Regions from separate parts of the Zea mays genome. Here regions 2 and 3 are each linked to region 1. Evidence: chromatin contacts called from public Hi-C data. All regions are on one chromosome and are shown on one strand. The core of a region is the stretch at or near the end of the contact, and the rest is flanking DNA. Distances in the headings are between cores, read along the strand shown.

The links. Hi-C and Micro-C count contacts between places; a contact is called where the count stands out from the background.
Region 2: a Hi-C map of ear shows a contact between it and region 1, with 1.8 times the contacts expected there. The contact joins the promoter of LOC100191308 here to the promoter of LOC100281274 in region 1. A contact is called at or near these places in 3 of 25 Hi-C or Micro-C datasets (ear, leaf and root tip).
Region 3: a contact with region 1 is called in a Hi-C map of leaf, with 4 times the contacts expected there. The contact joins the promoter of LOC100501921 here to the promoter of LOC100281274 in region 1. A contact is called at or near these places in 7 of 25 Hi-C or Micro-C datasets (bundle sheath, ear, endosperm and 2 more).

Annotation. Positions count from the first base shown.
Region 1 is chr9:26,636,680-26,641,543 of Zm-B73-REFERENCE-NAM-5.0, forward strand. It overlaps LOC100281274 (39S ribosomal protein L47), which reads right to left and starts at 2,087. Exons shown (of 4, transcript NM_001374587.1): 1 at 2,019-2,087; 2 at 1,767-1,935. The coding sequence starts at 1,917. LOC100381920 reads right to left here. Exons shown (of 17, transcript NM_001361555.1): 15 at 4,692-4,864; 16 at 3,766-3,956; 17 at 2,820-3,441. The coding sequence ends at 3,027.
Region 2 is chr9:26,415,640-26,420,503 of Zm-B73-REFERENCE-NAM-5.0, forward strand. It overlaps LOC100191308, which reads left to right and starts at 2,724. Exons shown (of 2, transcript NM_001136742.1): 1 at 2,724-3,073; 2 at 3,941-4,864. The coding sequence starts at 4,009. LOC100272392 (binding) reads left to right here. Exons shown (of 5, transcript NM_001146872.1): 2 at 20-225; 3 at 456-554; 4 at 916-989; 5 at 1,394-1,888. The coding sequence ends at 1,610.
Region 3 is chr9:26,444,024-26,448,887 of Zm-B73-REFERENCE-NAM-5.0, forward strand. LOC100501921 reads right to left here and starts at 2,711. Exons shown (of 1, transcript NM_001196559.2): 1 at 1,110-2,711. The coding sequence starts at 2,593. The coding sequence ends at 1,445. LOC109942225 (V-type proton ATPase subunit e1) reads right to left here. Exons shown (of 3, transcript XM_020544032.3): 2 at 4,832-4,864; 3 at 3,427-3,763. The coding sequence ends at 3,700.

The sequences.
Region 1 (4,864 bases), core at 837-3,336:
GAGCGGTGGGCGACATCAGCCATCGGCGCCAAGTTCTCCGAGCAGTACAACGGCGCCTATAACTGAGCAGTCCTCCAATGTATTTCACCTCTACTCTACTCTACTCTACTCTACTCATCTCCATTCTCTTGTAGTCTTGTAATGTGGTCTTTGAGCTATTAATAGATTTATGTCCTAGTGAAGATACTGGATACTGAATGCTTCAGTTTTTTATCTGTGTAGTGTTGTCAAATGTCAACTGTGGTCTTTGAGCTATTAATAGATTTCTGATTTTTTATTTTCAAACTTTATCTTGTAGATGGGGGACATTGATGATGTTGCTGTTAATGAAGTGAACGCAAAAGAACCGATAGCGACAGATGCCGACAAAGGCAAGGAAGAGCAGCCCAATGATGCACCAACAGAGGAGGATGGCAAGAAAAGGAAAGCTATTGCTCCAAGGTCAGATGTATGGGAACATTTCAGCAAAGTTAGAACTGAAGGAGGGGAAGACAGAGCCAAGTGTAGGTAACTAGGTATTGTGGCAAGCTCTTTCGCTGTGACAAGGACAAATGGTACATCTTCTTTGAAAGGTCATATAAAGGTTTGCAAGAAGAATCCAAACAAACTAGTAATTGATAATCAAGGTACTTTACGGCTACAACCTTGTCCTGGCAATAGTAGTGTTGATACTGTTTCGACATGGAAATTTGATCTGGATGACTTAAAGAATAGTTTTGCTGAAATGATAATTGAGGATGAACAACCTTTTGTCTTGTCTGAACGTCCTGGTCGTAGAAAGTTTCTAGCTAAAGCATGCCCACGTTTTGTTCAACTTGGTGATCAGAAAGAGGGGATCAGATACTCAACTTGGTTATGTTTTTCTGTGTGGCAATTGATCCAAGGTATAAACTTTCTAAGGCAACAACTGCTATGCAAGCAGTGCTTCTGTGCAAGCGTGCAAGCAAACCATCTGATCTATTAGATCGTGATCCAACCGTAGGTCACATTTAACACTTACTATTACTGCAGAGTTTGTGGCCTCACTGTTTCTAAGGAGACAACAACCACCCCTACCAATTCTTGAGCATGAAAATTTGATGAATGGTGAATGGAAAATATGAGGCTATCAAAGTTTAAGCTCAAATATGTGATCTGTGATCTCAAACTATCAATAATTGGAAGTTATGTAATGTATGACTTGAAGAGTTGAAGTCTGGACTCTGGACCATTTAAATTTGTTGTAATGTTTGTTATTGAATTTGTGACTTGCTACTAGTTATTGTGGACTTATGTTCATTGTTGAGTGCTGTGCTGCTGGTTATCTGCATGTGTGCTGCTGGTTAGTGGCTACTTGCTGCTGTTTATTCAATTTTGAATACGGTCATAGCACAGGAGCAGCCGAACAAAGCTTTGACTGAGATGGATTTCGGATGTTCAGTTTAAACCGAACACCGAACCGAAAAACCGAATAGCTCGGTTTTCTTTTCTGAGACACGTAGACCGGTCTGCTCTGTCTGTAAACCGAACTTCTACAACACCGAAAAAACCAATTGCCCAGGCCTACACATCAGGGGGCAACAGCGCACTTAAATCAACATCATACAAGTAAAAATCCCCCTCAACCTCCTTAGATCCTTTCCAATCCCCTCGGATGAGAAATTGACCGAACATAGCCTCAATGGGCTGGCTTCGTCGACCATCTGCGCTAGTCACACCCACGCTGCTAGTCAACGAACACCACGAACCGATCCGCCGCGCGAGGGAGAAAGGTGGGGGATGCATACCGTAGTGGGGAGGAGGCTTGCCCTCCTCGGTGCTCCGCTCGACCTCGAAGAACTCCTCGAGCGGGTTCTGCGCCGTCCTCACCGCAGCCGTCGACGCGGCCTCGGCGGACGAGAAGAGCCGCCTCCCGATCGCCCTCGACAGGGACAGCATCACGGCGATGGCTGCGGCCTGCAGAACGACGGATCGGGTAAGGATTCCGGGCACGGGAAGAGTCCCACTCGAGGAAGGGAGGAGAGGGGCGAATGAGATACCGGCGGCGGCGGCGAGTGATCCGCGAGGGAGGTGGGGATAAGAAGGAGACAAGGGTTTAGACGCGATGCGACATACGAGAGGGGTTTTCGCTTGCAAATATAGGAGTGCGCTCTACTAAATCAGGCACTGACAATGTGGACCCACGCATTTCTCCTTTTGCTGAACTGAAGTGAGGGATGAAAGCATATCCAGTACGGCAGTACCGATTACAATTTTTTTGAACGAAGTGGACCGATTACAATTTACAAAACCGTAGTTGAATTTGTATATCCGTCATTGTTTTAATAAGTGAAAAATGTTGATAACAATAGCGACAATATTAACGCTAACGCGTCTAAAAAAGGAAGGAATATGACTTGTTTTTAAATTCAGATTCGACCGACAATGTTAGCGCGTCTAAAAAATGGAAGGAATATGACTCAGTTTTCAAATTCTGATTCGACGGTTTTTTCAAACAGTTTTAGATTCAATCAAATTCATACAAAAGGTATACAAGTATATTTATGACACCAAAAGGTATTATCAGATTGATCATAAAACACATTATTATAGCAAATCTGTTTTTAAACAGAAATGTCGATACTGTTTTTCATCATTAAGTTAAACTTAAAGTAACTTTTTATAGTAAACCTATTTTTAGATATTAATATTGGTTCTGTTTCTATGAACGCATGTCTACTAATCATGGATTTGGAGAGCCTTCAGTACTCAAAAATGAAAATGCCAGCAGTTATGTTGCCTATTACAAAAAAAATGCTATACCGTACCCATAGACACCCACCAGAATGCAACGATCCGTTACAAGGTAGACCATAAGATATGTAATATTGTCTTCTAACAAAGTTCTCTTCCCAAAAATTCTGAAGCAGCAATCCTCAGTTACTCTAGCTCTTGCCTATGTTGTGAAGGAACACACTTTCTACCCACTGCATGTGCAGGATCAATCCATTTCAAGCTTACCAAAACCCCTGCAAAGGCAGGAACGGGGTCAATGTGACGGGCCCCATTCATCCTCTGCCCCTGCCCCTGCCTCGTCCTCCACCTCTTCCTCGACCACCTCCACCTCTTCCTCGACCGCCTCCACCTCTGCCACCACCGCCTCTACCTCTGCCACGATTTCCGCCAAACATATAGAACTCGGCTTTTCCCTGCTTCAAGCCCAGCGGCTGCACAGCTCTCTTTTTGACACCCTTGGGTTCATCGTCGCTAGACGACTCTTCCTTGTGCCTTCTACGGCTTTTAGAGAAAAACGAAATCTCTCGTGAGCCACCAGGCCCGTACTTGACCGCATCAAGTGCTTTGGAGTTCTGTTTCCTTTCCAGGGCAGCTATCCTATCCTCAAGGGGAACAGCATCCTCGTTTGATAAAGAGACGCTGTTCAAAAATGCTTCCGCATGGTGTTCATCCTTGACCTCGTATAACCTGAAATATAAAAAGCAGTAAGCACATCTTCTGTGTACCGGTCAAATAAGACAGAATAGTTTAGCTACTTCAAATTTTGAAATGCAACAGGTAAGCACGAGACTGGACCAAGAACTCTGTACATGAGAACTGCAGTTTTTGTTTCTGGAAGTTAATGTGTTCATGTACGTTCACTTTCCTTATGAATTGGAGATATGCACTGAATATACAAGAAATGCTTTTTTTAATAAAGATCACACCTTCTAGTACCACAGGCAAAATGGCAAAAGTCCAAAATGGGAAATGCGTAGTTCACGTTGTAACCAAAATGAAGCAAGATCTCACCTTATACGCTTTGAATTATGCATGACATCATCACTGTCAGATTCCGCTAGAGTGTCAGATATGTTACCATCAGATTGTTGATCGTCCTCGCTAACACTATCAAAATGTTCTTCAATCAGGCGAGGCTCCTTTGTGGCTGCCTGAGGATGAAGTGCGAGGTATTCTTTTGATTCTTCATCAATTTCAAAATCCTGTACATAAGATCAATGGGATTAGAAATCAAGTACCACAAAAATTAGTACTGATTAGCTTACGATATTACAGAAAATTAAATAGCACAAGTAGGGCAAAGACGGTTTAGATCTAGAAAGTAGTTAAATTACAGCTCAAATTCTGCGAAAGGGCCTCTAGCCTAGCGGTTAAGGACTTCCGAGTAGCACCTCCAAGTCCTGGATTCGATAGGAATCGGAAGCGATTTTCAGGTTTGGTTAAAAAAATCCCCTCGTTGTGCCCCATCCGCTCTCGGGTTACGATGTCCTGTGCGCCACCCTCCGGTTGGTCCGTTGCAGAGTGGGCAGTTGACGCCGACCCGTTAGTGATGGGGGGCCAGGGTTCGGGGATTTTCTCGGCCGGGACCATTGTTTCGGTCTCTTCTTATATGGAATACCGGGAGGGCAGTCTTTTCCCTCCCCGGCCGAGTTTTTTACAGCTCAAATTCTCCACGTTCTGTAAAAACTACACATCGCATCATCATCACCTCAAAATTAAATAACGAGAATGTGTACACGAAGTTTCACATGCTAAAACAAACAGCAGCAGCATTGCACAGGCATAGGATAGGACCAGATAAAAATCAGGATAAAAGGATTGAGATATGTTGTAATTTCTTTTTATATATATACAACTACCAACATGGACAGTAGAAATATGTGTGCAAGACTGCAATCTAATAGCAGTACGGAAAAACAACCAGTAAAATTCCACACCTTATTCTCAAACATTTCTTTGAACCGATCATCATCCAAAATGGCCTTATTCAGTTCTAGTTTTCTTTTCTTCTTCTTAATACTTGATTTATCAACATTCTCCATATCAAGATCTATTTCATCTTCCCTTATACTGTCCATAATCTGCCTGTTAACCTTCGGTATTTTGACGA
Region 2 (4,864 bases), core at 1,474-3,973, 220 kb before region 1:
GAACTTGTGTCTGTTACAGTTATTCCTGTTCTCTTTCAGAATTCGTTGCATCAACCAAAGCAAGATCCTGTTGTGACATTGGATCATATATTTGGAACGGAACCAATGAAGATTACAAGCCCCCCTACAGGTTCTGAAATTGCTCTTGCACTTAGAGTCTTGGAAGGTTGTTGCCTTTTATATAGCCGATGCACAGCTCTGGCCCACAAATACAAGGCTGTGAAGGTAATCACAATCCTTTTCTGATAAATTGTTGTCTATTACTTCTGGGTTTCAATGAGATGAGATCACCACGAGGAAGTTCTGTTCTTTGTGGCAATAATCCAGTAGCTCTTATTTAACTATGAAGGCATTTTTTCTTAAGCATAAACCACATTTTAACTGGATAGTGGATATCATCCTCCATATGTTGTGTTGGGCCCTTATTAGGTTGACCAGTTGTTAACTTGGTGTAGGTACTCTTGAATATATTAGCCAGCCGAGGTCCAACTGAGCAAGGAGTTTGCTTGGACACACTGATATCGCTGATGTTGGACTCACCCTCCAATCAGATGGTATGGTTTACCTTTTTACCTAAATATATCTTCCAAAGTCTTGTATATGCGGCATTTGATTTTTTTTGTACCAAATTAAGATGAGTATACAGGTGCTGAGTGTAGGACCACCTTTTTGAAAATAATCTAAGTAAATATCGCTAATATGATTGAAATGTCTTTGTCTTTGGGTGTTACTGTTGTTCAGTAGATTGGTTGATTTTCTTTCAAAACATGGTTTGCATGGGCCAAGACTTACGAAAATAGTCGGTGTAAGTTTTTCATAAGTAAGAAAAGTCATAAAACTGTGAATAGATTGGTATCCTTGGTTGCTTCTGGTTTATGTGATTCAACTTATCTATATTTTATATGACTACTCTAGGATTTCGAAGAATACAGTGGACTTGAAAAGGTTGCTGAACTTTTAAAGGATGTGCAAGTGGAAAAGCATATAAGGCAAGCATTGTTCCTTCATATATGTTTTTGTTTCTTTTTGTCTAAATGCCTAGCTTCATAATTTGAATGTACCTTTATTTTCACTGCCCATATAAACAATATATCATTCTGGTGAATCAATCTATATGTATATTATCAGCCGTGTGAACTGAAAAAACATAAACAAGTGAAATGATGAAATGGAAAAGGAGCCGCATAAACTATTCGGTTGGTAGCTCGACAAAGGTTCCCACTTGACAAAGCTTTATATACCTCTGTGAAAATTATTTTTGCTTGCTGCAAAGATATATTTGTGTATGAAAAGCTGAGGCTCTGTTTGACATTGTAATGGCTTCTCCTTGGCACCTGTTGGTTTCTATTTTGAAATGACCTAGAGTTTTTTTTCATTTGATGTTTCAATGCAGATTGAAATGTGGGGAATTCCTATTGTTGCTCATTGGACATGTTTTTGTGAAGGAAAACTCTCCCATACATGAACAAATGAAAAATCTGTTTGGTGAGCAGTGCGCATCACTTATATGGGCAGCAAGCCGGTTCGGCTCCACCTTGGATGCAGAGCAAAGGCAGACGACCTTGCAAATACAAGCAATGAGAGTTGTCGAATCCTTGGAACCCTACTAGGACTGGTGCATTCATCTGTGTAACTTACGGGTGATGACAATTTGATGTCTCTAATCTGAGCTGCATGCTCCATTTTGTTCATGCAAGCTTTGTTGTCATTCTCTTCTGTGTAAAGCCATTCTTATGCTACTCTTTTTAGTAAGCTTTGTTAAAAGGATCGTATTAGTTCCATTTGAGAACAATGCATTAGGGAGACACTAGGAAAACATTAAAATATCCATTTTGTTGTGGTAGATTTGAGCTGTTGTACCTGTGATTCAAATAAAAGTGGTTAGTCCAAAGTGCTAGTGAATGTTATTGATCCCTTAACTGATTAAACTGAATACAGTCGGTTCTTGTTCAGTGCATTGGCACGCATTGCATTAGTTCTTAGCACCTTTTGAAATGGTAGTGGTAGAGCTTATCATATACTCACTCTGTTCCATTTTATTTTTATAATTCTCTTGACTTTTTTACCTTAATTTTGATCGACTCATCTTATTAAAAAAAACACTATTATTATAAATTTTTACTATGATATTGTTTAGCATGTAATATACTTTAATTTTGGCTTTCAATTTTTAAGTTTTTTCTGAAATTTTGAATAAGACAAGTCAATCAAACTTGATCTGAAAAAGTCAAATGAATTATAAATTGAAATGAGAGGAAGCATAATTTTTAGTTTGTATGATACACTTAGCTGGTATGAATGTAATTTCAACGTTTGATTTGGTTAAAAGTTCCAAATGCTACGTGTGTAATTGAAACAACCTTACAAATCTCACAAAGCTGATATGGCTGTACCGTTAGAACTAATTCATTCTGATTTGTATGAAATTAATGATGAGTTAATCAAAAGTGGCAAAAGGTATGTCGTAACATAGATGAGTGCACTAGATGCCTCTACGTGTATTTATTACAATTAAAATATAAAGTATTGCTTTACTACGAGATCTTAAAACATTAAAACTGATGTAGAAAATCAATTTGAGAAGAAACGGTTACAGTCGAGAGAGTATTTCTCAAACGAACACTAATGTAGGATGTGCGGCTGACAACTAGGCCCTGCCTATCAGTCTGATATTTATCCCTTCCCCGTTCTCTTCTTCCACCCAGTGTCGAACGCCAACAGGGAAAAAACGACGCCCAGAGCGCCGGCCATCCGCCCATCCCTCCCTTCGCCCGTTCGCTGGGCTCCGATCTCTCCGCCGCCCCAAGCCCGACGGCCCCCACCGTCCGACCTAAACCAATAATACGGCGAAATAGCTGCCACCGCAACTCCTTTTCCGACCTGACGTGCATAGCGCCAGGGCTACCGAAGTTCGCTTCCGATTCGATCTCCACAGCTCCGACCCGACCGCCGCATCTCCGCTCTTACTCGAAGGTGGAGGTCTCCTTCAGCCGCCTTCTACGTCATCGCAACTGCCGGGGTCGGTGGCTGCCTCGAGCACCGTGGCACCTCACGGAACCTTACAGCCTTACAGGTATATCAGTGCTCGTGGAGGTGGTGGGGTGTGCTGTTCAACCTGGGAGAAGGACAGGCAAATTCGAGCCGTGGGAACCCTAGACAGTAGAGGTAGATGGCGTGTGGGAGGTGATGAAACAGCAGAATACCTGTCTCAGATTGTAGCATGCGTTTTAGTGCTAAAATAGCAAAGACAGACCAGATATTTTGCTACTGACTAGTATGCAGCAAGTTCAAGTCTCGACTTAAGTGTTTAAAAGCTAACTTCTTTTAATGAAATCCATTAGCAGAGAAGTGGAAATTAGGCATATACTGAGGTTTTGTAGAAATACAAGGAAATGACCTATCTTTTCAACTGAATGAAAAGGAAAGGAAATGACAGACCTAAGCTCCTACATGAGTAGGGTCTAGAGAAGGAATAACTGAGGCAAGCTTACCCCTGCATTTCATAAAGAGGCTGCATCGAACCCAGATATTTGGCTCAGTGGAAAGGCTTCTCACCATTGCATTAGGCATTTCCTTCTACCTTTCGAATAGAAGCACAACAAAAAACTCCATATCGTGATATGCATTAAATATACTTGTGAACCTAAAATCATATGGTTTGAAGTTTATAAGACTAGAAGTTTCCATGGTGTACTATTGTCCATACCCAAAATGGATTATTGTAGCCAACATTGCTGTAAAAGCAGTTGTCACATTTCACTTAATGTTGACACTTAACTCATATATAAGTTTTGCTATCGCGTCACATAATGACTATTGCGTCACATAGTGACACAATGTTCATAAAAATTCAAATATGTTGTTTGTGCTGGTGCTGCTACAGGCTTTATAATCAGAACTTTCCTTTTTCTCACTCAGTAATTATTTCCTTTTTGTGCAGTTTCATGGAGTGTGGACTTCTGTTGCGAACAAACATGGAGAAAAGATATCTGTGATCTCAACTGAAATATGGAGCCAGTCAAACTAGTTGAGGGGTACAACTTTGATGACCATACTACAAGTGATGTCCGTGTTTGCTTTAAACTGATTGATGAGCAGCCGGAATGGTTTTCCTGCCACTCATCTGTTCTTTCCCAAAACAGCAAGTATTTTTCAGATCGGCTTGGTCAAAATGATATCCGCTCTAATAGTTGCGTTGAAATTGAATGCCCAAGAGCTCAGTATGACCATTATGTCAAGATGTTGAAGTTGATGTATCTTCCCGGGGAATCAATTGTAGATTCATTTGATTCTGTTAAATCAGCTCTGGGTGTTCTTCGAGCATCAAATTCACTCGGATGCGAGTTGGTTACCAAAGGATGTATTGCATACATTGAAGCTGTCCCATGGGATGATAATGAGGAGGAGGAGATATTAGAAGTAGCTCGGAGCCTTGGCTCAGATGCAGTGTCTCTATTAGCTCGTCTGCATGCCCCAAGTGCAGACGCTGTTAAGAATGTCTTCATCTCTGCCATACGATTTGCTACGTGCATGGAAACGCTGTTCCCTCCTTTTCTGGATGACCTCAAGACTTCTGCTCAGGAGCAAACTGACTTTATGATCCATGAAGACGATGAAACTGCTCTGGTTATGATGGATGAAGATGTCAGATCTGTGGTGCAGGAAGGTATAACAAAACTGTTATCTGGACTTAGGACCGGGCTTGATCTGTTGGCAACCGAGTTTGATCAATCACCTGATCAAGCAGAGAAAGGGATTCTGTGTAGCTTAGCTGACATCGACTGGGTAGCTAATCTGTCAACCAAGATTGAGATGACGCACGCCTTTGTTTCTGGCTGGTCAGAAATGTCGGGCCATATTCTTT
Region 3 (4,864 bases), core at 1,461-3,960, 190 kb before region 1:
ACCCCATACCTGTTCCTTTCAGGCATAACAATACAATTCTTTGATCCCCTTCCCTGAGCTTTTTGGCTAAGATCAAGAGCATGCAACGTGTAATAATGCAGAAAGAGTGATGGGCGCGTGCACTGACCGAAAGCCATTTTTTTTGCCATGAAGAACCGCGTGTAGATCAACTCAAATCTTTGTCGATAGAAACCAGGTAAGTGATCAGGTCAAAGACCTTGAACAGCATAGTGGTCCAACATCCAGCACCCTGCAAAACCATAAACTAGGCCTAATGATATGTGACTGTGCCAACTGCCAAGTGATAATGCTTAATGGATTTCAGCTGAAAGACACAAGATGATGGTGATGATGAAGGCTTAGACTCTCAGCAAGCACACAATAGGTGGTTAAAGCATAATCAACCTTGTAAACTATGTGGAGGAGAGACTGGAAGGCAGTGAAGTACCACTTGTGCAATGCAAACACAAGTGTTTCTGGTTTCCTCTTCTTTGAATCCCCCTTAAGAAAAAAAAGGTAACAGAGACTATTCACCAGAGAAGGCTGTTAAAATCTACTAAGGAGAAACATGTGTTAAATATTACTGCAAAAGACACTGCATAGCATTAAGTGATGAACCATTTCATTTTAGAATGTGAGGCTAGGTAATGAGCCTAAATTTCGCACCAACTTCAAAACATTTACATATTATAAGATCTCAAGGACAAGGCACATATGTAGAAAGCTAAGACTGATTCTTCACATGAATGTTTAACAGGTGCGGATGTCAACATTTGGGCAAAACAAGGTAATTGAAAACCTGGAATAAACTGTGCTGTCTGTGCAGCAGTCATGACAAACAGTCCTAAATTACGACATCTCAAATATGTGTTGGTTTCACAAAAAAAGAATCTTTATAAGACTACCTTGTGGCATTGGCTAAAAGGATTCAATATGATTGACAGTTTCATTCAAGATACATAGTAAGATGCAGTCGCAACAAGCCAAATTGAAGCACACAGAGCAAAAGATTTTTTTTCTTTCTTGAAATCAAAGTGACGAATTACACAGAGAAGTCAAAATCACGTAGGTAAATATGTAACACGATATAGTCTTCAACATATGCATTCTGATCATAAAAGGAAGAATATGATTCATTGATATCCATCAATCAAAGGGTACAACAGGGTGACTGGCCAGTCAGTTTTCTGTTACATTACTCCACCCCAAAGGGCGGACAAAAAATCTGACCTCAAATTGCTTCTCCAGTAAGAACAGACACAAGGAAATCAAAAGAATTTGATCCAACATTTCTCTTGCAAAATAAACAGTGCACACAAAAACTTGTGCCGTGGTACCAGAACTCCAGAGATCCAGGTTGGGATCTCACTCTATCAAACACAGGTACACAACTCCGGTCTCCATATGAACCAATCACGCAGGCAGGAAGCAAGAGAAGAAAGGATCACGAGACGAATAACCATCCACGTTTGTAGCACATGAGTGTGATCACCGTCGCCGCCGACCACACAGCCACGATCCACCGGGCCGCAAGCAATGCGGCCTCCTTCATGGCAACAGACCATCCAACAAGCCAGTACATCCCCTCTAAGCCCTCAAAGAAGTCCTTCCCTTGAACCCGCCACAATGCAAGCAGCGACAGCACGAGCAGTGGCGGCGCAACGAGCTGCGTGGCCACGGCGCAGAGGTGGTGGTTGTGCAAGAAAACCTTGGCCCGGCCGTACTCAGTGTCCGGCGCACGGCTCGCGTGCAGACGCTGGTACCAGCAGAACACAGCCTCATTGAGGTACATTTGCACGGCAGGCCGCGCCGCCAGCAGCTGCAGCCCAGCCGCGGCGGCGAGCAGCTTCGCCTCCTGTTCCGCGCCATCCATGAATCCGCAGCATCGTAGGATCGTGGCCGTGGAGGAGACGAGGACGGTAAGGTGGAAGATGAGGCGCGCCGGCGCAGAGGACGATAGCACGGCGAGCCCGGTGCGGGGCTGGTCAGTGCCAAGCCAGAATGCGCGCGCGAACCGCGCGGCTGGGAGCGCGGCGAGCGACGCGAGCGCGCCGGCGAAGGGGCTGGATGAGAGCAGAGTGGTAACGAGGAGCGCGCCGAGCGCGGCGGCGAGCAGCGCGGGGCGCGGCGACGGGACGACGACGTGGCGGAGGAGTGCAACGAAGAGGTAGGCCGCGGGGACGAGCGGCGCGAGCGGGGAGGCCCCGGGGGCGGCCGGGAGCAGGAGCGCGGGCAGAAGGAGCGCGAGCGGGAGGAGGAGCGCGAGGTGGTAGGCGGCGAAATGGGGGCGGGAGGCGAGCGTGGCGTGGGAGAGCCGGAGGCGGTAGAGCTGCGCGGAAGTGGCGTCGAACGGGTCCTTGTCCTTGGCGGCGCCGCGCTTGGAGGAACCCGGGGCGGGACCGGCGTTGGAGCCCGGCGGGCGGAGGACTGCGCGCGGGGTGTTGGAGGGGACGGCGTCCGGGTGGATGTAGGTGTGGAGGGCGTAGAGGAAGAGGGAAGGGAGGTGGAGGAAGTGGGCGGCGGCGGCGAGCGCGAGCGCCGCGGCCGCGTGGAGGAGCGCCGGCGGGATCGGGACGGGTAAGGACACGGCCATCGCCGGCGGCTGGAGCTGGTAGGTAGGTGGAGCACTGGATCTGACTGAGTGGTGATGGGAGGTGGCCGGTGGGTCGGCGGAGAAAGCAGGGCAAGGCTGCGCAGCACAGGAGAGGAGCAGGAGAGTGGAGTCGGAGATGGACCAAGTGCTTGGATGGAATTTGGGCCAAAACCCTGTGGGCTTCAGAGTTGGGCTCGCATATGCAGATCTGATGATTGATATAACTAATCTCATGGCACTTTTTTGTGTTAAAATATCAACATTTCTCGTAAAAAATTAACAATTCTAAACAAGAATAAATAAACACCAAAATAGATTAAAAAAATTCAGGACGCATGTGCAGATGTGATCGGTATTGATGTATTGATCGTATGACACTTACTGTTAAAAAAATATATTATGATTGATATAGAATAGGAAATAGAGTAATATATGTGTGCAGGAGAGGTGCTATATAAATGAGAATTTTGATGACTAGGATAGATTTTTTTTTGAGTATGGATATAGAGTTTTATGATTACGGATAGTCTAAGTACAAGTTGTGAATACAAGGAGTAAGAACGTACATTTTTTAAAAATAATAAACAAAGTTTGGCAAAAGAAAATGTGAAAATGGGCATCATATCATCGTTAAATGCTTATAAGCGCCAACCAAACAATACATATTTTGCAGGTGTACTTTCAAGCAAGAAAATAGCAGACATTTGGCAGTGTACCAGTACTAGAACCACCAAAAAATGTAAGCTCAAAAGTCAAAACACCCACTGAAAGCAGAAAATTGTGCTACATTGTTTTACGTTCATAATTCCATTTCAAGCAGACAAACACCTGAGTCGTGACGAACAAAGTTGGGTACACGCACCCAGACATTCCAATGAGCGGCACACATATATTTAGATACTATTATTATTATTGCGTATATCATACAATTGCATACACTAATCACAGCGAGCCTTCTCAATGTCTGCAGTGAAGGAGTAGCAAAAAAAAAAAAACTCATGGCAGTTTATTTATTTCATCAGGTGGGGCCAAATGAATAGGAAGTTCACAGACTGAATAATGGTACAGCAGACCTAGCTTTCATTCTTTTTAATGCAGAGGAGAGATCACTCCCCGCTCAGGATGGGGTTGATCAATGGCTTCATCTGAGCAAGGTAAACGATAGCATACCTACGGAGAAAAATTAGTACATGGTTAGCGAACGAATGGAGGAGCCTCAATATCGAGTGTTGAGTGAGCCAAAAAAAAAAATTGAATGATACAGGAATGAAGGTACAAGTAGCAGAAAGCAGGTTTCGTCTTTTGGATATTTCAAACTTCTACATATCATTTTTATGCCACTTCCATGTTTCCAACTAGTAGATCGCTACTACTACATACACCCCCCACTCCCACCCCCCACCACCCCGGGAAAGCAGGAACAAAAACACCTAGATAAAAAGGCATAGTGCGGAAGTGTGAACTATGTCTCCACATCCTTCATCTAGTCAGTTAAGAATCAGTTAAGTTGTGAAAAAATGAATTCATAACAAACTTCCCAGTGTCATGTTATTTGCCTGATCAATAGAATATAAAGTGGGCACATGTGTAGTACAAGGACTAGTAGAAATGAATGCATAACAAACTTTCCAGTATCATCTTATTTGCATGAGATCGATAGAATTTAAAGTGAGCGCATGTATAGTACAAGAACTAGTTGAAAGATTGTTTGTCAAGATCAATAGCTGAACAGCATCATGAAATTATTATTACCTTTTAAAAAAAAATATTAACTGTACATTAACGGGACACTAGAGACTATCCCATTATATTCACCCAGTTTTGATGATTGTTGTAATGTTAGCTTTAAAAAAATGTTTAGTTCATATGGCATCCTATCATAGTAGTCATTTTAAAATAAGATACTCACCTCATTCCAAATTATAAGACATTTTGCCTTTTGTAGATTCATGTTTTTTGCTATGCACTTAGATATACATTCTATCTAGATGCATAGTTAAAATAATGTATCTACAAAAGCCAAAACATCTTAAAATTTGAAACAGAGGGAATATTAACTACAAGGTGTCACGTTACGAGCTCAATACTTTTGCTACTCATGACTTTATATAATACAAGCGACACAAATATTTATGCACCTAATTGTCAATTATATTTGAGCTGTTAGTAACCTTATTAATAGAATAACAGCCAGAGATCACTTTATGAAGATAAAAGAAAACATGGATAGGAACTTACATCATCCAACAACAAATTACAGCTGTAGTCACC